Regions from separate parts of the Sus scrofa genome. Here regions 2, 3 and 4 are each linked to region 1. A link is a contact called in public Hi-C and promoter capture Hi-C data. All regions are on one chromosome and are shown on one strand. The core of a region is the stretch at or near the end of the contact, and the rest is flanking DNA. Distances in the headings are between cores, read along the strand shown. Region 1 holds the start of ATP5G2 (ATP synthase F(0) complex subunit C2, mitochondrial). Region 2 holds the start of SP1 (transcription factor Sp1). Region 3 holds the start of AAAS (aladin). Region 4 holds the start of SP7 (transcription factor Sp7).

The links. Promoter capture Hi-C pulls out the DNA fragments that hold promoters and counts their contacts. Hi-C and Micro-C count contacts between places; a contact is called where the count stands out from the background.
Region 2: a contact with region 1 is called in a promoter capture Hi-C map of fetal skeletal muscle, with 2.9 times the contacts expected there. The contact joins the promoter of SP1 here to the promoter of ATP5G2 in region 1. A contact is called at or near these places in 1 of 5 promoter capture datasets (fetal skeletal muscle), 1 of 47 Hi-C or Micro-C datasets (liver) and 1 of 2 datasets of contacts at active chromatin or transcription factors (alveolar macrophages).
Region 3: a contact with region 1 is called in a Hi-C map of undifferentiated spermatogonia, with 2.4 times the contacts expected there. The contact joins the promoter of AAAS here to the promoter of ATP5G2 in region 1. A contact is called at or near these places in 2 of 5 promoter capture datasets (fetal liver and liver), 2 of 47 Hi-C or Micro-C datasets (embryonic fibroblasts and undifferentiated spermatogonia) and 2 of 2 datasets of contacts at active chromatin or transcription factors (alveolar macrophages and skeletal muscle).
Region 4: a contact with region 1 is called in a Hi-C map of liver, with 3 times the contacts expected there. The contact joins the promoter of SP7 here to the promoter of ATP5G2 in region 1. A contact is called at or near these places in 4 of 47 Hi-C or Micro-C datasets (embryonic fibroblasts, liver, skeletal muscle and 1 more) and 1 of 2 datasets of contacts at active chromatin or transcription factors (alveolar macrophages).

The regions. Positions count from the first base shown.
Region 1 is chr5:18,874,859-18,881,887 of Sscrofa11.1, forward strand. It overlaps ATP5G2 (ATP synthase F(0) complex subunit C2, mitochondrial), which reads right to left and starts at 5,075. Exons shown (of 5, transcript XM_021091719.1): 1 at 1,208-5,075; 2 at 1,026-1,095. The coding sequence starts at 1,064.
Region 2 is chr5:18,584,043-18,590,340 of Sscrofa11.1, forward strand. SP1 (transcription factor Sp1) reads left to right here and starts at 4,721. Exons shown (of 6, transcript XM_005652567.3): 1 at 4,721-4,905; 2 at 5,986-6,140. The coding sequence starts at 4,899. It overlaps LOC102163309 (a long non-coding RNA gene), which reads right to left and starts at 4,594. Exons shown (of 3, transcript XR_002343962.1): 1 at 3,622-4,594; 2 at 3,265-3,382; 3 at 1,970-2,390.
Region 3 is chr5:18,535,013-18,541,999 of Sscrofa11.1, forward strand. AAAS (aladin) reads right to left here and starts at 2,823. Exons shown (of 16, transcript XM_003355403.4): 1 at 2,562-2,823; 2 at 1,522-1,649. The coding sequence starts at 2,684. It overlaps SP7 (transcription factor Sp7), which reads right to left. Exons shown (of 5, transcript XM_021091715.1): 5 at 6,356-6,987.
Region 4 is chr5:18,561,217-18,568,168 of Sscrofa11.1, forward strand. SP7 (transcription factor Sp7) reads right to left here and starts at 5,452. Exons shown (of 5, transcript XM_021091715.1): 1 at 5,393-5,452; 2 at 4,447-4,560.

The DNA.
Region 1 (7,029 bases), core at 3,825-6,324:
AAGAATAAACAAGATTATGTATACAAACTGGTAAATTCAGTGCCAGGTATAGTAAGTGCTCAATAAATAATATCTACTAATAACAGGATCATTCCTTTTCACTTTTGAGTGAATAATGAATTAACTGCCTCCATTATCCTTGTAATTTCTTCCACACTGTTGCTTCTGAATCAAATTATTTTTCCCATGTGTATTTATGTGTATTTTAGCTTCCACCCAAATTTAAGCTCCCAGAGGAACTCCTAGCTATGGCTCTCTGACACTCAGGACAAGATCCTGTACATAGTGCGTACTCAGTCCAATGCAGGCAATTTCATTCATGGTTACCATTTCTGGTGGGGGTTTCAATTTACAGAAACACAGTTTCAAACAGGAATGACCTGATCTTAGCCTCTTTTTTTTTTTTTTTTTTTTTGCTTTTTAGGGTTAAAAGTGCAGCATATGGAAGTTCCCAGGCTAGGGGTCCAATCAGAGCTGCAGCTGCCAGCCTACACCACAGCCACAGCAACTCAGGACCTGAACTGCATCTGCAACCTATACTGAGCTCACTGAAACGCCGGCCAGATCCTCAACTCACTGATTGAGGCCAGAGATTGAATCCACATCCTCATGGATACTAGTCAGGTTTGTAACCCGCTGAGCCATAATGGGAATTTCCTTTTCCTTCTTTTTTTCTAAAAAAGCCATAAAAACGGCTGCATCTGAGACCTATGCCAAAGCTTTGGCAATGCTGGATCCTTAACCCAATGAGGCCAGGAATCAAATCTGCATCCTCACAGACACTATGTTGGGTGCTTAACCCCTGAGCCACAATGGGAACTCCTAGATTCTCATTCATACTCTTCTAACATGGTTGGATGAGAAGAATTAACTGGCCTTCATGGGAGAAGAGGAGGGGGGTGCCTGGGAAGCATTCACTCTTTCCTGTCAGGCTAGCACAGCAAAGGCCCAGCTGCAAAGAACAGGTCTGAGAAGAGGCAAGGCGCCTCTCCTTAAAAAGCGTCCCAGAAAAGGTGGGTACTCACCAAGGCGGGAGTGGAGACAAACCTGGCACAAGCATACATTTTCAGGGGATGAGGGACTGTGGCAGGAGAGCTGGAATTACAGAAGTGGCACAGTAAATATTGCCCTTGCTCATCAAAGGACATCCTTATTAGCAGAAAAGGTGCTTTGGAAAATTTAAATGGCTCAGAAAGCAGCAACTGACCTCAATATTTAGCAGAGATGGAATTAGAACCCTGAAGTCAGGACTTCCTCCAGACAGCTTCCAAGATTTCCTTACAATCAAGTGATTTTCCTCGGTCTAAACAAGAAGCCACTTGGCCCCGGCTTTAAGATCTGCTATCCTTTTCCACAGCCTCATGAGCTGGGGTTGTCAAACTTCCCCAGCATCTTTTGCCTAAGACTCCCTCAGTCTCCTACTCAAAAGGAACCCGTCTCAAGACTTCATTGCCCGGGGCCTAAATAAGTTTCCCTCTGAAGAATCTCCGAAGATATCTGCTAAAGGCCAAGGCATTGAAAGGGTCCTAACAATCTTTTTACTGCATTATCTCTAAGTGTTTGATTCCTCAAGACACTTAATTGCCTATGTTAACCAGATGAGGCTGATCAACGAGGAACTCTGCCATTATTCTAATTAGCAATGCCTGTGAAACTATTTTCACAATCATTTCCCACTAAGGGGTATTCAGTTTTATATTCCCAAGGTCCAAAACAATGCTGACACCACACAGGTGCCTAAACTGGTAGAAATGAACTCATCCAAGAAATAGTGGCTGAATTAAAGACCTACAGGCAGGGTTTTTCCAAGTAAAGTTGGAGCCCCAAATAAACTAGTTATCTGAAGGTAGGGATGGTGTTATGTACCAAAATGCATATTCTTAGGTCTCACTTTAGACCTTCTGGGTCAAGATCTCTTGGCAAAAGGCCCTGTATTTCAATCAAGCTTAGGTATACCGAGAGCATGGTCCTAAGACCAGTCTTGAAACCATGGCAGTGACAGAGCCAAGGCTTGAACTCTTGTCACTCTTAATGCCTTCTTATATGCTACAGGTTGAAATACTCAGCAATTACTTAGGCCTGTTAAACGACACTTCCTAAATGAGTGGGACTAGTATCTTCCGAAATTATGCTTCTGAATCCAGAATCTTAGTTACTTCTAGGTTAACAGATGTCTTCAACTCTTGTCCGGTCTAGAACCTGATTTCTGCCTCTGTGTAACTCTAACCCAATCTTGCTGCCAGTCTATTGCTTTTGTTTTTTCTTTTTAGCTGCACCTGTGGCACATGGAAGTTCCCAGGCCAGGGATCGAATCTGAGCCACAGCTGCAGCAACACTGGATCCTTAACATGCTGTGTCACATTGGGAACTCCTATTCAGATTTTCTTGGGTCAAAAAACCAAAATTCCTTTAAAGCTTTAAAAAGGGGGGGGTTCCTGTTGTGGCACACTGGGTTAAGGAGCTGGCACTGCTGCAACTGCAGAGTAGGTTGCAGCTGTGGCTCAGATTCAGTCCTTGGCCTGGGAACTTCCATATGTGCAGCCAAAAATAATTAGTTAAAAAAAATAAAGGAGGACTGTTTTTTCCCAAGGCAGCAAAACCTTAATAATCATTTGAAAAACGTAGTTCCTAGGGGAATTAACTGGAATAACATTTGAAAAGAGCTTGATGTGGAGCTGAAGGAGGTTGCATGAACCAGAGATCCAGCTACCGACGACCCAACCTTAGCCAAGTCTGCACTTGTTAACCAGTAACACTTTGGGCAAAGGCACTACCCAGATTCAGAGGTCTAAACCACGATGGGTTTCTTCCCCAGTGTCGATCAGACAGGGGGTTACAGGGAAGGTGACTTAATCGTTTCTCGCAATCTTTTTTTCCTCTTGAGGACAGAATCTTGGGACTCTGAGTAAACCCTTGGACAGGAAAGCTGGCAGGTGGATACTATCCCATGCTGGCCCCACCGCACCATTTTGGGCCTGCTGCCTCTAACGGAAAACCTATTAGCCCACGACTCATATGTTTTTCCCATCTTCACCGCGGTGGAAGGACGAGAACAGGACTGGGAGATAACCACTGGTGCCAAAGAAACCAGGCTCTCTGTCCTGCCACAGCTCTCCCGGGACACAGCCTGAAGGGAGGGAATGTCTTGGCTGTTCTATTCCTTTCTACCGTTTCCACAGCTTACGTTTTAAATTGAGGGGTGTTGACTAAAAGGACTGGTGGCTCTAGCCGAGCCACTATTTCCATTGCTCGGCACCTGAGTTCAGGGGACCAAAATCTGGAGGTTACAGGATTAGGAAGGCACGATTGAGGATAAGAAAAAAAGCAAAGATAAGGAGAGTCCGGGCGTTGTGACAGCTCTGAAAGGGCACGAGGGAAAGAAAAGAGGGTTTGAAAAGATGAGCCCGGTCAGGTGAAAGGCGCACTGCGGCTCCGACTTTCGCCAGCTCCGAAGAGGCGCCCTCCCCCCGCCCCAGCCACGAGACGTCCAAGATGGCGCCAGGCCCGCGCGGTTGGAGGTCACCGGCACGCGGAAGGGGCCGTCCCAAGGCGCGGGGATACCGGCGGCAAGGGAGGGCATGAGGGCCGGGGCGGGAGCATGCAAGGGTAAGGGCCTCAGAGCATCCGCGCAAGGGGGGGAAGCCCACGCGCGTGCGCGGCGCAACGCGGGAACGAGGGCCCAAGGCCTTACCTGCTCCCAGGGCAGAGAAGACAGAGAGGGGCGGGGAGGGGGCGGGGATAGCGAAAGGAAGCCTCGGCGCATGTGCGGCCTGGACTAACGAGTCGCTCCACCAAGGATAGAGTGATAGCAACGTTGAGGGTCGGCCCAGGTGCCACAGCGCCGCCTGCCAGCTCTGTTGAGGCATCCGGCCAACCACTCCACCTGGCGTTTGAAAGGAGAAACTGCATGCGGAGACCAGCGAGTGCAGAAATGAGGGCAGCTGTAAGCGGATCCGCAACGTGGCCTGCGGTTTGTTCTGCACGGCGTTAGGGATCTTGGACTGGCTTCCCCTTTCTGAGCATGCGCAGTTACATTGCAAAAAACCAACCCCCCCAAAAAAAACCTACCCAGAATGTCAGTATTAAATAGCACACAATGGAGACCGAGGTTCAGTGTCTAAAATGTGGCAGGAAGAAAATAAAGTCACAGGATTCCTGCCTTCGGTCGTTGGGACCCTGGCTTTATGGATGGAAAACCCGTTCAAGGGGCAAGGAGTCCACAAAATGTTCCAGCTGCTTCTAGTGGCTTCGCCTTTATTTCCCTCTTTCTTTTTTCAGTGATCAGCTATTAGAAAGCCAGCATCTGCGAACCAGAAAATAGGGGCTAAAGGTGATTAGGACTCAAGCGCCCTGATCTTAAACCTTCTTTCCTGAGTCCTGCAACAGTCAAAGAGTAACGGGCACCAGTGACCTGCAGTGAGATTGCAAGGGTCACCCCAGGCATGGCTGTGCCTCTGCCCAGGCTTCATCTACGCGAGATGAGATAAGCAGTGCCCCCAGGAGGTGCTCTCAAGAAAGCCTTTCGGCTTCTCCCTCGTGCCCTTTCGCTTGTCCTTTCCCCGATGGTAGGAAGTATGGGCTTCCCGGCCCTCACCTCTTCTGGGTTTTCCTGTCTCCCCGACAGGGTCTGACCGGCCCCTTTGGGGGGAGATCAGCAAGGCCTACCCATTTCCCCCCATGCCCAACCCCGGCCGTCCAGACATCGTGCTTGAACGCAGCACGAGAAAGACGGGGAAAGCTCACCAAACCCCCATAAAAAATAAAAAATAAAAAGAAAGCCGCGGCTGTAAATAAAGCCAAATCCGCCACCCTCTGAGGGGCCGTTTGTCCTCCCCTCCTTGGCCCCGTCCTTCCCGCCGCCCCCTCCCGGCTCCCGGGCCCCGCGGCGCCCCGGCCCCGAGCTCCTCCATTTAATCGGATTTGGGAGAAGGGGAGGATAAATCACGGCAGCAGCTTTACGGTCCCGGAGGAGAGGCGAGCCGCAGCCAGGCACACCCCGGCCGGCGATAAAAACCGCCGCTGAAAGCCCACGGAGCAATTTCCCGGGACCCCGAGCGACGCCATTACAGGAATGTAATTTTGCCCGGATGAGGCCCCGAGTTTAATTATCCTCGCGGAGGAATTTCAATGCGGCCAATCCATCTTGCAGGCGGGCGGCAGAGGGATTTATATGGGCCCGTTATTTCACACCGATCCTCCATCTGCATTTTTATGGCCCTGAGCTCCTGAAAGGGAGGGGAAGGAGTGGAGAGAAATCGGAGAAGCGGGCGAGGAGAGGAGGGTGGGCGATTTCCCGCCTTTCCCAAATCCACGATCCCAGCTCGATGAGGATTCTCACAGGTTCCCCCGAAATGCCCAGATCGCCCTTCAGTTCTAGGTGTTCACTTGGGGTGGGGATGGAGGCGGGGGGAGGTGAGGAATGGAGCTGGGATCCTTACGAAAATAGCAACAGGTATTTACCAAGTACCAAGAGGTGCCAGGCTACAGTGTAAGATGCTTAGAGGAGAAAAGAAAGACAGGTAGGCAAGGATATCCTCTGAAGTCCCCAGACACCCCCACCGCGCCACGCAACCTCGGAGACAAAAAGTCTACAGTTCTTGAGACTCCACGACTAACCGGTTGGTGCAGCTGTTTGTTGAGACAATGTAGATCCTTCTCGGATATCTCTAACTATCCCAAAGTTGGATTGGAGAAGGCACCCTTGAGGGAGCTAAAGCTGGCTCCTTGGATAAGTTGTCATAGTCTGCAATGTTGAATTCTCTATTACCCCCATTCAATGCTGGGCTCTAGATCCACACATTTGGGTTCCCAAATCTGTGTGACCTCAGGCAATGGGTTTAACCCCACTATATCGATTTTCCTTTATGTAACTGGGAATAATAATAGTGCTTACTGGGCAGCAAATAGTAGAATAATATATGTGAAGCCTGGGAGTACCCATTGTGGCTCAGCAGTAAAGAACCTGACTTGTATCCAAGAGGCTGTGGGTTCGATCCCTGGCCTCGCTTAGTAGGTTCAGGATCCCGCATTGCAGTGAGCTTCGGTGTAGGTGGCAGACTGGCTGGGATCATGCATGGCTGTGGCTGTGGCTGTGGCCAGCAGCTGCACTCCCATTTGACCCCTAGTCTGGTAACTTCCTTATGCTGCACGTGCTGCCCTAAAAGGCAAAAAAAAAAAAAGTGAAACTTTTAGCAAGGTGCTTGGAACTCAGTAAGAGCTTAAATAAGTGCTAGTAATAGTAATAATAATGGTTATTTTGGTGTTAGTAGTAGTAGTAATATATTTGGGAGGATTGCAACTCAGTTCTGCTCTGCTCCCTAGAGACTTTATTGCAAGCTCCTTGCAATGGTATCTCCTGAGAGACTCAACTATCACTTACTGAATTTTTTCACCTACATAAATCACACATAAGTTATTTAACAGGTTAGTGGGTGGAGATCTGTGGGGAGGGCTAAGAATCCTGGGGGCTATTGTTATCAGGTCTGAAGCCAGAGGTTAAATCGATAGGGGTGAGACTGCAAAATGTAGTTGAGGTCTGTGCGGAGGGGAGAATTTAAAGATAGCAGAATATGATGATCCAAGAGGACATTATCTAAGGGTCTCTTCTTAACCAAGAGCTTGGGCAAGGGTCTGTTCTTTACTTCACTAATGGAAAACGGCTCCAGGAAGGAAAGGGTGTGGAGCCAGAACTATATTTTCCAATCACTTCCTTTTTTTTCCTACCAGACCATGTAGCAAGGTTGGCCTGATTGGCCAGTTCTTCTAATGACTGTGAGTGGCGGATTCTGACTGGGTAGCAGTCTCCCTGCACGGTGGTGACGAAAAAATGAGATTGATCTTTTCTTTCTTAGGATTGGTTAACAATCCTCCGAGGGGCTAGAGACTCATTTTAATTGACTGGATAGGCTAGGAGGGAGGTCCAACACCTCTCATATAGAAATTCTGAGAGTTCTTTTCCACAAAGGTCACCAAGACAGAGTCTTGATGGGCTTTATGCATGTTTGCCTTTGGACTGGAAACACAATTGCT
Region 2 (6,298 bases), core at 3,471-5,970, 290 kb before region 1:
ATCTTATTTTATTTATTTATTTTAGTCTTTTCAGGGCCACACCTTCAGCATATGAAAGTTCCCAGGCTAGGGGTTGAATCAGAGTTGTAGCTGCCGGCCTACACTAAAGTGGGATCTGAGCCGCGTCTGCCCTACACCACGGCTCATGGCGACACCAGATCTTTAATCCACTGAGTGAGGCCAGGGATCAAACCTTTGTCCTCATGGATACTAGTTGGATTCTCTAACCACTGAGCCATGACAGGAACTCCTGTGTCATATTTTTAAAATTTTTTTGTATTTTGTCTTTTTAGGGTTGCACCTGAGGCATATGGAGGTTCCCAGTTTAGAGGTCTAATTGGAGCTACAGCTGCCAGTCTACACCACAGCCACAGCAACACCAGATCCAAGCCGTGTCTGCGACCTATACCACAGCTCATTGCAACGCTGGATCCTTAACCCACTGAGCGAGGCCAGGGATCGAACCCGAAACCTCATGGTTCCTAGTCAGATTTGTTTCTACTGTGCCTGGATGAGAACTCCATTCTGTGTCATATTTTAGAATCCACATGTATGGGAGATCATAAGGCATTTGTCTTTCTCTAACTTACTATGATGATCTCTAGTTCCATCCATGTTGCTGCAAATGGCATTATTTTGTTCTTTTTAATAAGAGCAGAGTTTCAAATCATTTGTGTATTTTAATTTGTAAAATGTTCCAGTTACCAGATTGCTATGTGGGAAATTGCTAAGATCAAAGAGTAGCTTCAAAATCAGGTTAACTTGTAAAAGTAGCTTCAAAATCAGGTTAACTTGTAACTCTTAGCCTTCAACCAATTGAAGGCTAAGAGTCAGTCTTTGGCATTATAATATCTGGAGACCTAATCAGGATTTTTGGGACTAGGCAGGCTTCCTCTTCCATTTATCAAGTGTTTATTCCAGGCCTTGAGGATACAAAGTGGAAAGGCATTGTTCTGGCCCTCAGGCTGCTTTGTCTGGTTGAAGATGTGATTTTTAGTTTTTTGTTTTGTTTTGTTTTCTTAGGCCCACTGTATGTGGAAGTTTCCAGGCCAGGGATTGCATCTGAGCTGCAGCTGCTACCTAAGCCACTGCTGTGGCAACACCAGATCCTTTAACCTAGTGCACTGGGCTGCCAGATCCTTTAATCCAGTGCTCTGTGCTGAGGATAAAACCCGTGCCTCTGCAGTGACCCTAGCCAATGAAGTCAGATTCTTAACCCACTGCAGTCACAGCAGGAACTCCAGTGCATATATGCTTCCTTTTTTTTTTTTTTTTTTTTTTTTGCTTTTTAGGGCCACACTTGTGGCATATGGACTAAGGCATGACTGCAACCTACACAACAGCTCACAGCAACACTGGATCCCCGACACACAAATTAAGATCGAATCTGAATTCCCATGGATACAAGTTGGATTCATTTCCCCACAAGGGGAACTCCAAGTGCATATATTCTTATGAGTGGTTTAGAAGGAGACTGTCAAATAATCCACATTGCTTTTAAACACAGTCATTAGGAGTTACTTAAATGATTTCACAAATGGTTACAAAGACTGACTTAAAATAAGTTTATTCATTGTTTTTTGCTTAGCCTAAAGAAAATTAGTTCAGGTTTTCCCAGATGAATTGGACAAGATGGGTGATGTCCGTTTTCTCTCAGAAACTATCAATAAACAAGCTATGTTTCTCACTTTTTAGGGCCCTGCTGGTTACACCACAGCCACAATTTCTTAAATTGGTTGAAAGGATTAAGTTAGACATACAAAAGCCTTGTTCAGAGGACTGCTCCACAGTATTAGTTCCTCCTCCCTTCCCCCCAGCCTGGGTGTGGCCTTTTGCTAAATACACTAAACAGCTGTTGGAATCTCCAGAGCTTGGTTTACAAAGATGAGTAATGCAGCTTCTTCCCTCCAGGAAGTTTCTTTCCTTCTGGAAGTTTCTTCACTCCAGTTTCTCCCCTTAGTGTTTCTTAAACTCTTAATTTCAGGACCAATCCCTTGAATAGCTACTGAAAAATGCATATTCTCAAGCCCTAGCCCAGAGAATCTAATTTATTAGGTCTTAGACAGGGTCTGGGGATCTACTTTAAAAAAAAAAAAAAAAAAGCAGCCTGGAGCTTCCTGGTGGCCTGGCCATTAAGGATTCAGTGTTGCCACTGCTATGGCTTGGGTTCCATCCCAGGTGGGGAATTTATGCAGGGGCCAAAATTAATGAATAAATAATAAGGCAACCCAGAGGATAGGATAGATATCCTGATATTATGAGAAACTTTCATATAGGGAGAGATGCTATTAATTGAAATGTAATGAGATGTTTTATAATAAAGTCATACCAGAGGATTATGCTATTTGAGCTGTCTTGGAAGTATGGGCAGGATTTTTTTCTTTCATGACCTAGAAGGTAACAATAAGTTTTTTTTTTAATAAAAATCTTTTTATTAAGCTCATTTTTTTTTTTTTTTGTCTTTTGTCTTTTTGTTGTTGTTGTTGTTGCTATTTCTTGGGCCGCTCCCGTGGCATATGGAGGTTCCCAGGCTAGGGGTTGAATCGGAGCTGTAGCCACCGGCCTACGCCAGAGCCACAGCAACTCGGGATCCGAGCCGCGTCTGCGACCTACACCACAGCTCACGGCAACGCCGGATCGTTAACCCACTGAGCAAGGGCAGGGACCGAACCCACAACCTCATGGTTCCTAGTCGGATTCGTTAACCACTGCGCCACGACGGGAACTCCTTAAGCTCATTTTTATAAATGGTTATACAAGGCATTGTTTTATTGACTTAAGGATTCATAGAAGACTTTTTGTGGGCCTATTCTGGCTTGGAATCTGACACTACATCTCAGCTTGTGATCCTGAACAAGTTACTTCTTAGCCTCCATATCTTCATTTACAAAATACATACTGTCTCTAATACTAACATCTTCCTTAAGAGAATGACATAAGGAATGCCAAGATGCCTAGATGCCCTAGGTACCTAACGCTGTAGGAATTCACCTTTTTTTTTTTTTTTTTTTTTGCTTCTTAGGGCCTAACTTGCTGCACATGGAAGTTCCTAGGCTAGGGGTCAAATCGAAGTTGCAGCTGCCAGCCTAGGCCAAAGCCACAGCAACGTGGGATCCAAGCCATGTCTGTGACTGTACCACAGCTCATGGCAAAGCGCGATCGGATCCTTTACCCACCGAGCGAGGTAGGGAATGAACCCGCGTCCCCATGGCTCCTAGTCAGTTTCATAACCCACTGAGCCACAATGGGAATTCCAACATTCACCTTCTTCAGGCTTTGCCCAAAGCAGTAGAGGCCTCAGTTTTCGGGAATCCATACTTTAAGACATGATAGTAATATGGAGAAGTGCCGAGTTGTAGATAATGAAGTGGCAACATAGAACCTACAAGGGCGAAAGAGAATGGCTTTATGTTATTGACAGGCCACGCAGGCTGCCTCCACCAAAACTAGGGTAAAGGAGAGGCAGAATGAGTAGCCAGAAATTCAGGTGTTTCGGGAAAAATCACCTCTAACCTTTGCAGTTGCAAAAAGCAGGCACTCTATCTGGCTACTTGCTTTATGTTTAAACGTTATTTACAATTACGGGGTAGAGGCAGGGGCGGGGGTGGGGTAGCAGCTTACAGGACCTCGAACTCCAGGAAGTCCTCCAACACTCTTTAGCCTCAAAAGCAAGCTCTCGAAGAGTTAACCGGCCTTAAGTAGCTATCAACTTTGGGGGAATTTAGTAAAATGGCGTTTGCTGGAGTCTCACAAAGACCTTGCAAATTGGTCAGTGCGTTATTAACCTACTGTATGAGCGCCCTCGCCAGATCTCCTTGCGCCAGCACCCACAGGGGTTACACCATATTCTGAGGCATCCGCCTGCCAGTCCGCCCACCGCGGAGGGGGGAGACCTGAGAGGTACTTTTAAAAGCGGTTAAGTGAAGACTCAAACAAGCCCTGATGTCGAGGAAGAAATGCGACGCGCCGCGGGGCTCGGCCCTGACACTTGTTGAATTGCAGGGCTCTGCTGAAGCCTTGCCACCTAATCACGGTAAAGACGTCCCCAGAGGAGGGCCAAAATGGCGACGGACTCCTCTTGGCACAGCCCTGTTACCTCCCCGACAACTGGCGCCTCTAGTAACGCCCATTGGCCAAGCCGGAGGCGGTGCCTGGCTTCCCTCGCTGCCTCATTGGGCTGAGTGACTGAAGCAGCCGCCAATTCTCCCCTGCCTACTCCAGGTTCCCGCCCTCACAGTTTAAGCAGCATTCAATTGGCTTTTATTCACGTCAATTTGTGTCCTAGCGCGTCTCTTTTCAGTGTTAATCCAATCATAATTTTCCTGGCCGCCCGCCTGATTTCTGATTGGTTTTGATAAGCTTCATCCTATCCCATTCCTGTCTACTTTTTACCACCTCCCACCAGGACTTTGCCCAGGCTTGCCCAGGGTTTTGGTTGGTCGCTGTTCTGTCATTCCAATGAAAACCCTTCCTATCCCTACGTCTCAGCGAGCCCGCCTGGCAGTTGACTGGTTTCTCTCCAAGCCTATCATCTCTAAATCCCGCCTATCTTCACTTCCTGCACCTTTCATTGGCTTTTAAAACTGAGAGGGCGCCCTTTTTGGGCGGACACCACGCACGCAACTTTGTCTTACACGCCTTAGAGAGCAAACGAGTCTCGCCATTGGGTAATTTGCCTGTCTTTCTTTTGCAAGTCCCTCCTTTCACCCTCCCTTATTGGGCGGGGCAGCAGTGGAGGGGCGGGGCCTAGGCCGGGCTTGTGGCGCGCTGCTCCCTCCTCTTTACCCCCCCCTCCCTGTCCGGTCCGGGTTCGCTTGCCTCGTCAGCGTCCGCGTTTTTCCTGGCCCCCCCAACCCCCCCGGACAGGACCCCCTTGAGCTCGTCCCTCAGCTGCCACCATGAGCGGTAAGGATGAGTCCACTCCAAGCTTAGGGGTGGGAGGGGAGTGAGGGGGCGCGCGCGAGGGCCGACCGGGCGGTCCCCGCCGTGAGGGGGGCGGGCGGGAGGCGGCGGCGGCGGCCTTGGTCCCGCCCGGGGCGGAGGGAAGGGAGGGAGAAGGGGCAGTGGCGGGGCCTCGGAGGAGGAGGGGGATGGGCCGCCCGCCCCGGGGGAGGGGGCAGCGTGGCCTCGCCCGCCCCCTGCCCGCCCCAGCCACGGGGGACGGGCCTTACCCCCCACTACTCGGCCGCCCGCCTGAGGCTCCTCCTGCCGGGGGCTGGAGCCGCGGGGGCGGCCCGAGCAGTGCAGGCCCCGCCCGGGCCAACCGCCTCCCTGGTCCGCCCTCTGGTCGCCGCCGGCCCCAAGGCCCTCCTCCCCCCACCCCCCGAAGGTTACCCCTCCCCCCCGTAGATTACCCCTCCCCCTACCGTCCCGCCCTTTCCACGCCCCTCACCCCGAAACCGCCCTTTCCTTCTAGGGCCCGCCCTCTGTCCGCCCCGAAACTCCTGATTTCTAACCCCTGGACCTCTTTAGCCCCTTTCTAGTATTCACAAATGTTCCCCCCTACAAAACTTTTTATCTCATCTTTTCTCCTTCCCCTTCCTTTCCTCTTGTGACTTTCTACACTTGAATTCTTCCCTTTCTCCATCTCCTTTGACCCTAATTTGAGCAAGCTTTCCATCCACCCACATGTTTTATGCCTTATCTATATTTCTCCTTTTTTTCCCCGCAGGATACTTTTAAACTCCTTCAACATGTCCACGGACCCTTACATTGTCTATACCAAAAGCACCTTTTCATTGTTTTCTGAGTTTAATTTTGTACGAGGGAGAACTGCGGCCCAGTTTTGGCACCAAGGGGCCCAGTTCAGGTCTTCCTAGCCCTACAGCTGTCTCTTCTTCCCCAATCCTTTTTTGTTTGTTTGTTTAAATACTGGGACTTTCACCTTCCTGTTAGTCATTTTTGTTTGGTCCTAGTCTTCCTTACCCTTCTTCATTTTATCTTTTTTCTTTCCCCAACTTTAAGTTATCTTTTAATTCTTTTTAGACCAAGATCACTCCATGGATGAAATGACAGCTGTGGTGAAGATTGAAAAAGGAGTTGGTGGCAATAATGGGGGCAGTGGTAATGGTGGTGCCTTTTCTCAGGCTCGAAGCAGCAGCACAGGCAGTAGCAGCAGCGGTGGAGGAGGAGGAGGGCAGGTAGGTGATCATCTGGACAGAGTGGGCATCGTGTTGAGAGGATGTAGATATTCTTAGATGATTGTCTTTTCACAAAAAAATTTTTAGGAAAGGGCTAATTTACAGATAGGGAAGTAAGTACAGAGACAAGTGACTTGGAGATCCCCAAAGATGAGAAT
Region 3 (6,987 bases), core at 1,573-4,072, 340 kb before region 1:
CGTCAATCACAAGGCCAGCCCAGGACCCCAACATTTAAGAAACATCAGGGGCGCTCCCTGCTGGCCTAGAGGTTAAGGATTTGGCATTGTCACGGCTGTGGCTCTTGCCACTGCTGTGGCTCGGGTTCAATTCCTGGCCTGGGAACTTCTGCATGTCACATGTGTGGCCAAAGAGAGACACATTAGGAAGAGAAGCAGCAGCTAGACAGGCAGGAAATGAGAATGACTTCTCAGACCATGAAAACGTCACACAAGGAGAGACATGTGAATTAAACTGCAACGTAGTACCAGATAGCAAAGTTCAACAGCACACGTGTTGGGAAACAGGCACTCTCATACACTGCTGATGGGTGTGTAAATATGTACAGCTTAACAAAGGGACTATATGGTAACAGTTCATGAAATTACAAATGAACATACCCTTTGAATCCAGCTACTTCACTTATAGGAATTCATCCGACACGTGACAATGATAATAACAAAGGCTAACTCTTGAAGGGATTAACATGTGCCAAGCACGGTTCTCTAAGTGTTTTACTCAATTAATCATCACTATAGGAGTTCCCGTCATGGCACAGCGGAAATGAATCCAACTAGGAACCATGAGGTTGCAGGTTTGATCCCTGGCCTCCCTCAGTGGGTTAAGGATCCAGTGTTGCTGTGAGCTGTGATGTAGGTTAAAGACGCAGCTCGGATCTAGCATTGCTGTGGCTGTGGCTTGCAGCTGTAGCTCCCATTGGACCCCTAGCCTGGGAACCTCCATATCCCGCAGGTGCGGCCCTAAAAAACAAACAAACAAAATCATCACTACAACCTTGTAAGATAGGTTCCATTTTATGGAAGATGAAACTGAGGAACAGAGTGATTAAGTAACTTGCCCAAGGTCACACAGCTAGAGCGGCACAGCCAGGAATTGACTCCAGGCAGTATGGCTCTGTCGATACACATGAAAAACAAATGACTTTGGAGTTCCTGTTGTGGCTCAGCGGTAAGGAACCCAACTAGTATCCATGAGGATACAGGTTTGCTCCCTGGCCTTGCTCAGTGGGTTAAGGATCCGGCACTGCCATGAGCTGTGGTGCAGGTCACAGGTGCGGCTCGGATCCCGAGTTGCTGCGGCTATGGTGTAGGCCAGCAGCTGCTGTAGCTCTGATTCAACCCCTAGCCTGGGAACTTCCACATGCTGCAGGTGCGGCCCTGAAAAAAAAAAAAGAATGACCTACACATGAGGTTATTGGCTCCAATCTTATACCTTGCTGAGTTTCAGGTAAAGGCTCTGAAAGTGATAATCACATGAGAGAGCAGGTTCACAAAATCAAACCAGAAAGGCAGGCAAGACACTGGAGATGAAATGCACAGCCTTCAGTTCCACACAAGGGACTGATGACCCAATACGCTGAATGAGAGACAGCTGTGAGCTAGAGAGGGCCAGGAAGCCCAAGGCGGAGGGAGAGGGATGGTGACCTCATTTCCTCCAGGATCTGCAGACCATGGCCCAGGAGACCCGGGGCCATGTCTCACCAAATGTTGATGCATCTCTTCCACACTTGCTCCCGGTGGTGGATGAAAGCAGTTCTTGTGCCATGGTCCAGCCTTCCGGGGGTCTTCAAGGGATCCTTGGTCAGGTTTAGGACAGGTAGATTGATCCACTGGAGCCAGAAGTGAGAGGTATAACACTGAGTTAGTCTCTTCCCCAGATCTCTACTGAACTCCCTACTGGACCTATAGCTGGGCTGAGGGGAAGAGGCCCCAGGGACCCGTTTCCAGGTCCACAAATACACTTGTGGGACTGGGAGACAGGTCTTAGCTCCCTTATCTGTAAAACTACAATAATATTTCATAGGGTTGTTGTGATTATTAAATCACATTATTAAAAGAGTTCCCATTGTGGCACAGCAGGAACAAATCCGACTAGTACCCATGAAGATGCAGGTTTGATCCTTGGCCTTACTCAGTGGGATATGGATCTGGCGTTGCCATGAGCTGTGGTGTAGGGCACAGACGTGTGTCCGATGCTGCATTGCAGTGGCTGTAGTGTAGGCCAGCAGCTGCAGCTCCAATTCAACCCCTAGCCTGAGAACTTCCATATGCCTAGGGTGCGGCCCTAAAAAGCAAAAAAACATATTATTAAAACATCTGTGGAGAACACCTGACTCGGAGCCTCCACCTTACATAGCAAAATCTCAATAAACGTCAGTTTCTCTTCCTTTTCCTTCCCAGGAAAAGCGCAGCGGAAAAACTCCCCAGGTTGCGGTTGTGCCTTCCTAGTTCTCCCAGACACCGTCTCCAACTTTTCCGAAGTTCTCTTGCACCCTCACATCCCCTACATTCACTCTCTCCGTTCCCTCTGGGCCTGCCCCACAGCTTCTCAGCATCCTTCATCCAACAATCCCACTAAAATACATTTCAGCCCTTCCATTCTTCTCCAGCGGGGCCAGACTATTTCCAGTCCTCCAGGCTGGGGACCGCAACCCCGCCCCTGTCACACAGCCTCTGCTCCCCGATTCTCTCCGACTCCGCCCCCCATGCCTGTAGGTCCCCTCCCTCCTCGCCCCGGCCACCTGGCCCCGGAAGTCAGGAGGCGGACTCTCATAGCTACTGCCTGTCACCAGCTCGTTATTGTGCTCGTATAGGGTGACTTGTCCCCTAGGCGGCGGCGGAGGGAACAACCCCAAGGAGCACATCTTGCAGGTCCCCAGGAGGTCCGGAATCAGTAAACTCGCGGATCCCGCTCCTCCGTCTCTTAGTTCCCGGGCTAGATTCGGATGCGTACGGGTAGCCGCCTGGGACAAAAGACGTTGCAAAGCTCAACGGAAGTGAGTGGAAGGGCAACGGAGAAAGAGGACGCACGCGAAGTCCCAGGACAGACTTCCGGGGCGTCCTCGCGCGCCGCCTGGCGGCCGGAGGGGGAGAGACGCAGGCAGTCCGTAGAGCCGACCCCTAGTTGAAGGTCGGAGTGTTGGTTTGCTTTGTTTTCTTTTTTTCCTATGAGACTGCTGTTTTTCCCAGTTCCGAATTCCCAAACACCGTCCCCCACTCACTCTCAGCTCTCGGAAAGCCCAAAATAAGCCACGTTCAGGGAAGTACCTAATTAAACCCTCCTAGGACTGTGGATCGCCCAGAGGAAAATACCCGCTGTGTTACGGGCAGCTAGCTGGCTGGAAAGCTGAAGGAAGGTCAGGTGGAGCGCCTTGGGAGGGAGAGTGTTGCGCTCGCCCGAAACTAGAGCCCAGAGAGTTAAGCCTCCTGGAAGGAAAAGTGGGAACAGCTGGGAAACTTAACATTTCCTGAGCACTTATTATAAGTGCTTGTATAATCTTTGTAACAACCCCATGAGGTGGGTACTGTTCTGTCACCATGAGGAAAGTGAGGCACAGGGAGATCTGACCAAAAAATACCAAAACTAGGTGTTTTTTTTTTTTTTGGTCTTTTGTCTTTTGACGGCTGCACCCGCAGCATATGGAGGTTCCCAGGCTAAGGGTTGAATCGGAACTGTAGCTGCCAGGCTACACCACAGCCACAGCCACGTGGGATCTGAGCCTTGTCTGCGACCTACACCACGGCTCAGGCAACGCTGGATCCTCAACCTGCTGAGCAAGGCCAGGGATCGAACCCGCAGCCTCATGGTTACTAGTCGGATTCGTTAACCACTGAGCCATGACGGGAACTCCTGAAACTCATATTTTAAAAAGTGAGATTGGAGTTTCCTGTGATTCAGCAGGTTAAGGATCTTGTGTTGTCACTGCTGTGGCTTGGGTTGCTACTGTGCTGCACATTCAGTCTCTGGCCCAGGAACTTGTGCCTAAACCACCAGCAGCACCCCCCCCTCCAAAAAAAAAAAGTGAGATTGATCCTACTGTAGCTACAAAGAATGGAACTAGAATTGGAGAGTCTAATACAGAATGAAGACTCCTCTTCCTTTTTTTCCTTTGGTCGTGTCAGAGGCATATGGCCATTCCCAGACCAGGGATCTAACCTGCTCCACAACAGTGACCTAAGCCACTGCAGTGACAATGGCGGTTTATTAACCTGCTGCGCCACAAGAGAACGCCTGGGGGGGGTCCTCTTCTTACAGCTGTATAACTTCAGAAAAATCATTGAATTCTTTGGGCCTCAGCTCCCTCCCTTGCAGTGTCCTAGTTATTACACATGGTTGTTTCCCGTAAAAATAATGGAAATGAAGCCATTTAATAAATTGTAAAGTGCGAAACAGATATCGGTGAGGATTAGCAATAACTCTGCCATGAACTAGGTGACCATGGGCATTGGTTCACTCATTTAACAAATTTTAATGAGCAATTCCAAGGACCAAGTTCTGAGAACACAGAATTGCATAAGGCACAGTCCCCACTCCCAAAAGCAGCCAGTCTCATTGGAGAATCCAGGAGACTTTTTTTTTTTTTTTTTGCTTTTTAGGGCCACACCCACACCACAGCATATGGAAGTTCCCAGACAGACTAGGGGTTGAATCGGAAGTGTAGCTGCCAGTCCACAGCCACAGCCACATGGGATCTGAGCCCCATCTGCAACCTATACCACAGGTCACTATATGACAACACCGGATCCTCAACTGACTGATTGAGGCCAGGGATCGAACCCTCAGCCTCATGGTTCCTAATCAGGTTCATTAACCACTGGGCCACGAGGGGAAATCCCCGGGAGTTCTGTGACTGCTCCACCTTTCTACCTGAAACGTTCCCTCCAAGAGAGTTATTCCTGGGTCAGAAAACAAGGGGCTCCAGAATGTTAATGGACAGAAGATTCACCTGAGAAACTTGTTAAAATGCAAATTTGGGGGCAGAGCTCTGAGGCTGTGGTTCCAAAAAGACCCAGGTGATACTGCACAGACAACACTGAGTATCTCCCCCGCTTAAATAGCTTACTGTCACTTGGGAATTCACAGAAAACTTAAAAAGCAGTGGAATTCCTGTGTGGCTCATCGAGCTATGGATCTGGCCTCGTCACTGCTGTGGCTCTGGTCACTGCTGTGGGGCAGGTTTGATCCTTGGCCTGGGAGTTTCCTCATGCCATGGGCACAGCAAGAAAGAGAGGGAGGGAGTTCCCGTCGTGGTTCAGTGGTCACAAACCTGACTAGGATCCATGAGAATGCTGGTTTGATCCCCGGCCTTGCTCATTGGGTTAAAGGATCCGTCGCTGCCATGAGCTGTCCTGAAGGTCACAGACACTGCTCGGATCTGGCCAGCAGCTACAGCTCCCATTTGACTCTTGGACTGGGAACTTCCATATGACACACCTGTGGCCGTAAAAAAAACAAAAGGGAGAAAGAGAAAAAGAAAGCAGAATGTAAAAACTGGGGGTAGTTTGGAGAAATTGGCTGGGAAAATTCTCCTTGAGAGGGAGAAGCAGTAGAGGTTTCAAGGAAAAGTGGTTGTCCGTAACTCTGACAGATTGATGGAGTGCAGTGAAAGCCACTAACAAATTCTTTGTTTGTATCTTTTATTTATTTATTTATTTTGTATTTTTATCTTTTTAGGGCCGCACCCACAGCATATGGAGGTTCCCAGGCTACGGGTCTAATCAGAGCTGTTGCCACTGGCCAGGAATCAAACCTGTGGTTCCTAGTCGAATTCACATCTGCTGTGCTACAACGTGAAATTCTCTTTTATTTATTAAAAAAATTTATTTTGTCTTTTTAGCATCGCACCTGCTGCATATGGAAGTTCCCAGGCTAGGAGTTTAATCAGAGCTGCAGCCGCTGGCCTAGGCCACAGCCACAGCAACGAGGGATCGGAGCCGAGTCTGCGACCTACACCACAGCTCAGGGCAACGCCGGATCCTTAACCCACTGAGCGAGGCCAGGGATTGAACCCTGAAACCTCATGGTTCCTAGTCGGATTTGTTAACCACTCAGCCACAATGGGAACTCCAGCTCACTGGATACTTAACCCACTGAGTGAGGCCAGGGATGAACCTTTGTTCTCATGGATACTGGTCAGATTCATTTCCACTGAGCCATACTGGGAACTCCATTTTGTTTGTATCTTAGCCATGAAACCATCCAAACTGATACCCCAAGAGCTCATTATAGCCTGGGCCTGCAGCTTCCTCCCTCCCTTCAATAAAGGCTGATTTTCAGGGAGTTCCCGTCATGGCTCAGTGGTTAAGGAAAACGACTAGGAACCATGAGGCTGAGGGTTTGATCCCTGGCCTCCCTCAGTGGGTTAAGGATCCAGCGTTGCCCTGAGCTGTGGTGTAGGTTGCAGACACGGCTCAGATCCCGCGTTGCTGTGGCTCTGGCGTAGGCTGGCAGCTACAGCTCCGATTAGACCCCTAGCCTGGGAATCTCGTGTGGCCCCAGGGGAGATTTAAAAAAAAAAGCCTGATTTTCATCATCAGATCGTGTTATAATTATCAGTTAGGGGTCTGCCTCTTACCCTGTAATGTCACCTGGACAGAAGGAACAGTTCTCTGTGTATTCATACTCCGCCTCCCCCGTACAGCTTATTTAACATTTGCCGAACGGTTTTTCACAATTGGCAGATTCTTGGGAGACTTAAGTCCGGGCCTAGCGCACTCTCCACTAACTTCACCAGGGGGCGCGGCGGCCCCAGCGACACAGTGACTGTGACCCAACGCCCCGGGGGCGCAGAGCTCTTAGCGGGCGGTCTCCACTGGGGCCCCTCCCTACGACCTGGGCAGGAAACCGAGGCAGTGCTCAGGACGCTCTCTGAAACTTTCCAGTGGATGCCCCACTTTGGAAGGCGGGAGGATCGCGGGAGCCTGGGTGCCTGGACCTTGGCCCGCCGCCCCTTCCCGGGCGCGCCGAAGCCCGGCGCCCCAGCCCGGGGCCCGTAACCAGGCGCACATGGCCCGCCCGGCCCTGTTTGTCCTGGCAGCGCGCCGCCGCTATTTGAGGCGGTTTTTATCTCCCAGAAACCAGCAAAACCCCAAGCGGAGTCTAGAGAAGATGAAAGGGACCGAGGGGCGGGGGAGGGGGGGACTGCGAGGCTGCGGCGGGCGGGAACT
Region 4 (6,952 bases), core at 4,202-6,701, 310 kb before region 1:
GCCACCCCCTCCTCCCTTAATCCTATCTCAACACTCTCCTCCTCCCTCCTGAAACAATTTCCGCTGGGGGAGCCTGAGCAGGGCCCAGCACAGTGGCCGCTTCCTGGAACATTTTCCTGTATCCGAAACCGCGGCTCCCTCCCCAGGGACCGGCTGATCAAGGCCAGATGGGAGCAGGGTTGGGGGAGGAGGAGAGGGAGCCAGGCTCTCGCCATCACCTCCTCCCAACACACATGCACACCACAGGGAGCCCCTACCCTGACACACAAAGGCACGCACCACATGCCACCATTGCACACCCATGGGCATTCATGGTGACGACGCTGACAGCAGCAGGGGCCAGGTCTTAGAAGGAGACATACATAGAAGTCAAGTAAGTACATTCAACACACAGGGATGACCACACTCTTTCTCTACCCTGTCCCTTACCCCTGGAAAGTGTCCCTGAGCCCTGGGCCTTCCCTGCCAATAATGAGACATTAGGAATCCAAGAATACGGGATGGGATAGGACAGCGGGCAGGCCCTACTTAACAATGGGTGAGGTGACAGCCTGAGCCATCTAGGGCTGTCTGTGCCTTGCCAGACAGCACCCACCACCCCAGTCCATTTCTGCTTGGTTCTCAGGCCTGATCCATCTCTCCAAGATTCTGGGGACTGGGGTAGAGGAGGTCTGCAATTCTCCTCCTCAGTGCTACTCTCAGAGCATGTTCTAGTTAATTACAAATTCCTACAGAAGAAGTATAGGGTGTCCAGTGGACCCAGTTTTGGCCGCCACAGGAGCCTGGGGACCTGGGGCTCATTGGTGACCCTCCACCCCCCACCTCTGATCCCCCAATCCCTTTTCTCTCAGCCAGGTGGAGAAGAAGAGCATGAGAATTGTACCCCTAGCTCAACTCCTTTTTTGTCCTTATGAAAGTATAGTTGATGTCCAATATTATGTAAGTTTCAGGTGAACAGTTTGGTGACTCACCAAAAGGTTACATTCCATTTATAGTCATTGTAAAATATTGGCTATATTCCCTATATACAAAGATATATACAAAGATATATCTTTGTATCTTTATACATAATAGTTTGTAGCTCTTAATCTCCTACCCCTATAGTGCCTCTCTCCCCCCGGTAACCACTAGATTGTTCTCTATATCTGTGAGTCTGTTTCTTTTTTTGTTATATTCAGCTCAGCCCATTCTTTACTCTCTTTTTTTTTTTTTTTAATTCTTTTTTTTTAGGGCCACACCTGCGGCATATGGAGGTTCCCAGGCTAGAGGTTGAATCAGAGCTGTAGCCACCAGCCTAGGCCGCAGCTATAGCAAGCTGGGATCTGAGCAGAGTCTACAACCGACACCACAGCTCACAGCAAGGCCGGATCCTTAACCCACTGAGCAAAGCCAGGGATCGAACCTGCATCCTCACAGATGCTAGCCAGATTCATTTCTGCTGAGCCACACTGGGAACTCCCCACTCTTTAATCTAATCCTATTCTGCCCACTGCCTTTGAAGTTCTGGGGCTTAATTCTTATATCCTGCCTATGTGTCTTTTGCTGGGAAGGTTCAGATTTGGGCATGGATACAACATGGGACAGAGTATTGGAAACGCTGAGGATAGGAGTTCTCTTGTAGTGCAGCAGGTTAAGGATCCCAAGTTGTCACTGTGGTGGCTCAGATCGCTGCTGTGGCATCAGTTCAATCCCTGACCTGGGAACTTCCGCATGTGGCAGGTGTGGCCAAAAAAAAAAAAAAAAAAAAGAAAGAAAGAAAAAGAAAAGGGGAAGGAAAAGCTGAGGAGGAGGAGATATGCAGTCTGCTCTTTTCTGGAATATCTCACTGGTTTAAAGGAGATATCTGAAGCTGTAAAGTTCCAGAAGATCTAAGATACCAGGTCACGGTGGAAGGATGAGGGAATCATACGAAGAACCAAACAAAGCTGGAGTTCCCGTTGTGGCTCAGTGGTTAACAAATCTGACTAGGAACCATGAGGTTGCGGGTTCAGTTCCTGCCCTTGCTCAGTGGGTTAAGGACCTGGCATTGCCGTGAGCTGTGGTGTAGGTTGCAGACACGGCTCGGATCCAGTGCTGCTGTGGCTCTGGTGTAGGCCGGTGGCTGCAGCTTCGATTCAACCCCTAGCCTGGGAACCTCCATATGCCGAGGGAGCAGCCCAAGAAATAGCAAAAAAAAAAAAAAAAAAAAAAAAAGAACCAAAGCTAATCAGGAATTCCCGTCGTGGCGCATCGGAAATGAATCCGACTAGGAATAATCATGAGGTTGCAGGTTGGATCCCTGGCCTTGCTCAGTGGGTTAAGAATCCGGCATCGCCCAGAGCTGTGATGTAGGTTACAGATGTGGCTCAGATCTGGCATTGCTGTGGGTGTGCTGGAGGCCAGCAGTTAGAGCTCCGATTAGATCCCTAGCTTGGGAACCTCCATATGCCGAGGGTATGACCTTCAAAAAGACAAAACAAACAAACAAACCAAAAACAAAGTAATCAGCCTGGTCAAAAATCACTGTGTCCTTTCCTCAGTCCTGTGGCCTAGTTAAAAGGCAGACCCTCTTTCACATCTCAAGCTCACAGAGGAGGGGGATGCCTCAAGCCTCATCTTTTTTTCCTTTTTTTTTTTTTTTTTTTTTTTTTATAGCCGCACCTGTGGCATATGGAAGTTCCCAGACTAGGGCTTCCACAGCCACAGCAATGCCAGATCTGAGCTGTGTCTGCAAACTACACCACAGCTCACGGCAACGCCTGATCCTTAACTCCTGAGTGAGGTTAGGGATCGAACTTACATCCTCATGGATACTAGTTAGATTTGTTTCTGCTGAGCCATGATGGGAACTCCCTTTTCACTTTTTAATGATTTACCTTCCATCTGTCTAGAAGTCCTCTATCTAGTATACTTATCATCTTCCAGCCACCTATTGAGCCTGCCACTTCTCACTCTAGCTCCGGTATAAAAGCTACTCGTCAATTTAGTAGTCACTAGGATTTATTGAGTGGTCCCTTGATTGAAATATTGTAGAAATGCTACATAGGACCTTCAATGCTTGCTTTTTTAGGATCGTAGCAATCTGGGTAAGGGAAAAAGATACATGAAAAAGTGAGGGGCCATATTTGAAAGCATAGATCACCCACTTTCCGGCTCACTGCCTCCTTTTCTTCATCTGAAAAGAAACGAATCTGGCTACATCTAATTGAGAACCCCTGACTTTGATGAGTGCTAAGGTTCCTTTCTAATTTATCTCAGCAATGCTGGAATAGGTTTTTAATCATTGATGTCATTAATAAAGAGCATATTAATATGTCCCCAAACAAGAAAAGTCACATCTTCAATTTAATAGATTCTAAGAAGATAATTGCCAAAATTGAAAGTGCCTATTCTTTTTTTTTTTTTTTTTTTTTTTTTTTGCTTTTTAGAGCCACACCTGTGGCATATGGAGGTTCCCAGGCTAGGGGTCTAATTGGAGCCACAGCAACACCGGATCTGAGCTGCGTCTGGGAGCCACACCACAGCTCACAGCAACACTGGATCCTTAACCCACTGATCAAGGCCAGGGTTTGAACCTACAACCTCATAGTTCCTAATCAGATTTGTTCCCCCTGCGCCATGCTGGGAACTCCAAAAACGCCTATTCTTCATTTTTGGCTGCATCAATCAGAAGTTCCAGGGCTGGGGATCAAACCCATGTCACAGCAGCAACCTGAGCTGCAGCAGTGACAACACCAGATCCTTAACTCACTGAGCCTTGAGGGAACCCCTAAAATGGCTATCCTTAATAAAGGCCACTTAAAAAAAAAATGGGATTCAACAAATGGTAGAGATTCTTAGTATTTTGGCTGCTTTTATCTCTAAAGTTCTAGGGTTGTGAGATCCTTTCTTGGAAAGAAAATCAGGTTTCTTGGAGCGGGGGAGGGCAGGGGGAGAGGGTTCAGACTTGCAAAGAGGAAAACTAAAGATGCAAAGAGATAGGCAGAGGAGTTCCCATCATGGCTTAGAGGTTAACGAATCTGACTAGGAACCATGAGGTTGTGGGTTCGATCCCTGGCCTTGCTCAGTGGGTTAAAAGAATCCGGCGTTGCTGTGAGCTGTGGTATAGGTCGCAGATGCGGCTCAGATCTGGCGTTGCTGTGGCTGTGGCGTAGGCTGGTGGCTACAGCTCTGATTAGACCCCTAACCTGGGAACCTCCATATGCCGCGGGAGCGGCCCAAACAATGGCAAAAAGACAAAAAGACAAAAAAAAAAAAAAAAAAAAAGAGAGCGAGAGATAGGCAGATAGGCATTAGGCACCCCTGCAAGGTGGTGATAAAGCAGAGGTGGTCTCCAAGGGTCCTAACAACAGGCCAGCCAGGGTTACATTTCAGGTAAAGACCGAAAAACGGACATTGATTATCTCCTCTTACCTCCCAGGCACTGTGGGGTCCCCAGAAAGACAAATGTTTATAAAACACAACAACCTTTGCTCTCAAGTGGTCCATAGGCTTAAATTAGGAAGCTTCTCTTCTCCAAAGCCGGGTCCGTGGTGTCCATATCCAGTGATGCTTAGTACACAGGGAAGCAAAGCAGGGGGACTTAAAAAAAAGAAAAGAAAATATTTTTGTACACACAATCTTCTCAGAGCTCAGAATCTTTAAAGGTCTTAACGCCATCCAGCTCAGCTCAGTATGTTCTGCAAATGGGAAGGGATTCCAGAGAAAAGTTCTTGGAGGGAAGGGCAGTGTGCAAATAGCTTCTAGACTTTTTCAGGTAACACCTTCTTAGATCCGGGACCCTGAAAGAAGAGGGAGCAAAGCTTCGAAGTACCACCAGGTGGCAGGAGTGAGCTACCCAACCGCTGCGCCAATGAACCTGCTCTCCAGAGCATGTTCTTGGGGCCAGAGGGTTGGCACGTTTTGAAGGTAACAATGGCAAAGCTGCCAGCGCTGAGGCAAGGGCTGGGGCGGGAAGAAGCCTCAGAGGGTTATGGTATTAATTCTGCACCTTTCCCCAGTCTTGACTCAGAGAAGGCAAGACCTTTGTCAAAGTTCCAAAAGTATCCAGACTGCCAGGCCGGAATTCAGCAAGCAAGGGTCTATTTTCTGCCCCACGCACCTGCCTATCAGCCTTTCACGGACATTTCCTGAGCATCTACTGTGCCAGGTATGTGCCAGAAGTGTCCAAAATAGCATTTAACAAGAAGTGTGCAATCTGGTGGAAGAGAGCCTGGTAAACAGCCATGCTTTTATGACATAGAGGCTGTTTGGAGTAGTAAAATGCACTGTCTTGAAAGTTAGACTAAGGTGTGAATTCAAGCTCCGCCACTTGCTATATGTGCAAATTCTGTAGGCCTCAACTTCCTTGTCTAAAAAATGGGGGTAAACAACTCTCATAGAAGATGAAAAAAAAAATTACATAAAAACTTACTGCCTAGGAGTTCCCATCGTGGCTCAGCAGAAAATCCAACTATGAACCATGAGTTTGTGGGTTCAATCCCTGGCCTTGCTCAGCAGGTTAAGGATCCAGCATTGCTGTGGCTAGAGCGCAGATCTGACCCCTAGCCTGGGAACCTCTATATGCAGTGGGTGTGGCCCTAAAAGCAAAAAAAAAACTTACTTCCTAAAAGGAAGAGAAAGACAAATATCACATGATACCGCTTATATATGAGATCTAAAAAAAAATGATACAAATGAACTTATTTGCAAAACAGAAACAGACTCATAGACATAGTAAACAAATTTATGGTTACCAAAGGGCAGAGGGAAGAGGAAGGAATAAATTAGAAGTTTGGGATTAGCAGACACAAACTACCGTATATAAAATAGATAAATAAGATCCTACTGTATAGAACAGGGAGCTATATTCAATATATTGTAATAAACTATAATGGAAAAAATATATATCTGAATCACTGCTAGCTAACCAGAAACTAACACAACATTGTAAATCAACCATAGTTCAATTTAAAAAGATAAAAATAGGGAGTGCCTGGAGTTCCCTTCGTGGCGTGGTGGTTAACGAATCTGACTAGGAACCATGAGGTTGCAGGTTCAATACCTGGCCTTGCCAGGTTAAGGATCCGGCGTTGCCTTGAGCTGTGGTGTAGGTCCAAGACGCAGCTCAGATCCTGAGCTGCTATGGCTGTGGTGTAGGCCAGTGACTACAGCTCCGATTCGACCCCTAGCCTGGGAACCTCCATATGCCGAGGGAGTGGCCCTAGAAAAGACAAAAAAAAAAAAAAAAAAAAAAATAGGGAGTTCCCATTGTGGCTCAGCGTTAACAAATTGGACTAGTAACTGTGAGGATTCGGGTTCAAACCCTGGCCTCATTCAGTGGGTTAAGGATCCGGCGTTGCCATGAGCTGTGGTGCAGGTTGCAAATGCAGCTTGGATCTTGAGTGGCTATGGCTGTGAAGCAGGCGGGCAGGTGGAGCTCCAATTTGACGCCCAGCCTGGGATTAAATTTAATATGCTGCAGGTGCAGCCCTAAAAGGTAAAAAAAAAAAAGTGTTCTGTGAAAGAAAGTAAAATGATTATACTTATGGCACAATTAAATTCTGCAGGCAAATTAAACACAACAGAGATTGAACCCACAAAACAAGTGTGTATATATTCAGGGACAAATAAACACATTAGAGTGGTGCTTTTAGGGAGGAGAGGAAGGGCTTAGGGATGAAGAGGGGGAAAAAAAACTAGAGAGGGGTCTTTTATGAACTCAAATGATGACAGTATAAACCTAAAACAAAAGCCAGTATTTTACCAGCAAAATGGGTTTCTTATAGAAGAGCAAAGAATTGCAGTGGTGGACAGGCAATCTATGGTAAACCACAGTCCAGAGAAGAAAGAAGAGGCTCCCTCTTTTATAAAGAAGGGACAGTTGAGAGGGGCTTTACAAACAGTCTATTGAGGGAACCTGGGAGTTCAAAGTGCAGGGGCTTTTCTTTCTTTTTTTTTTTTTGGTCTTTTTGTCTCTTTAGGGTCCCATCTC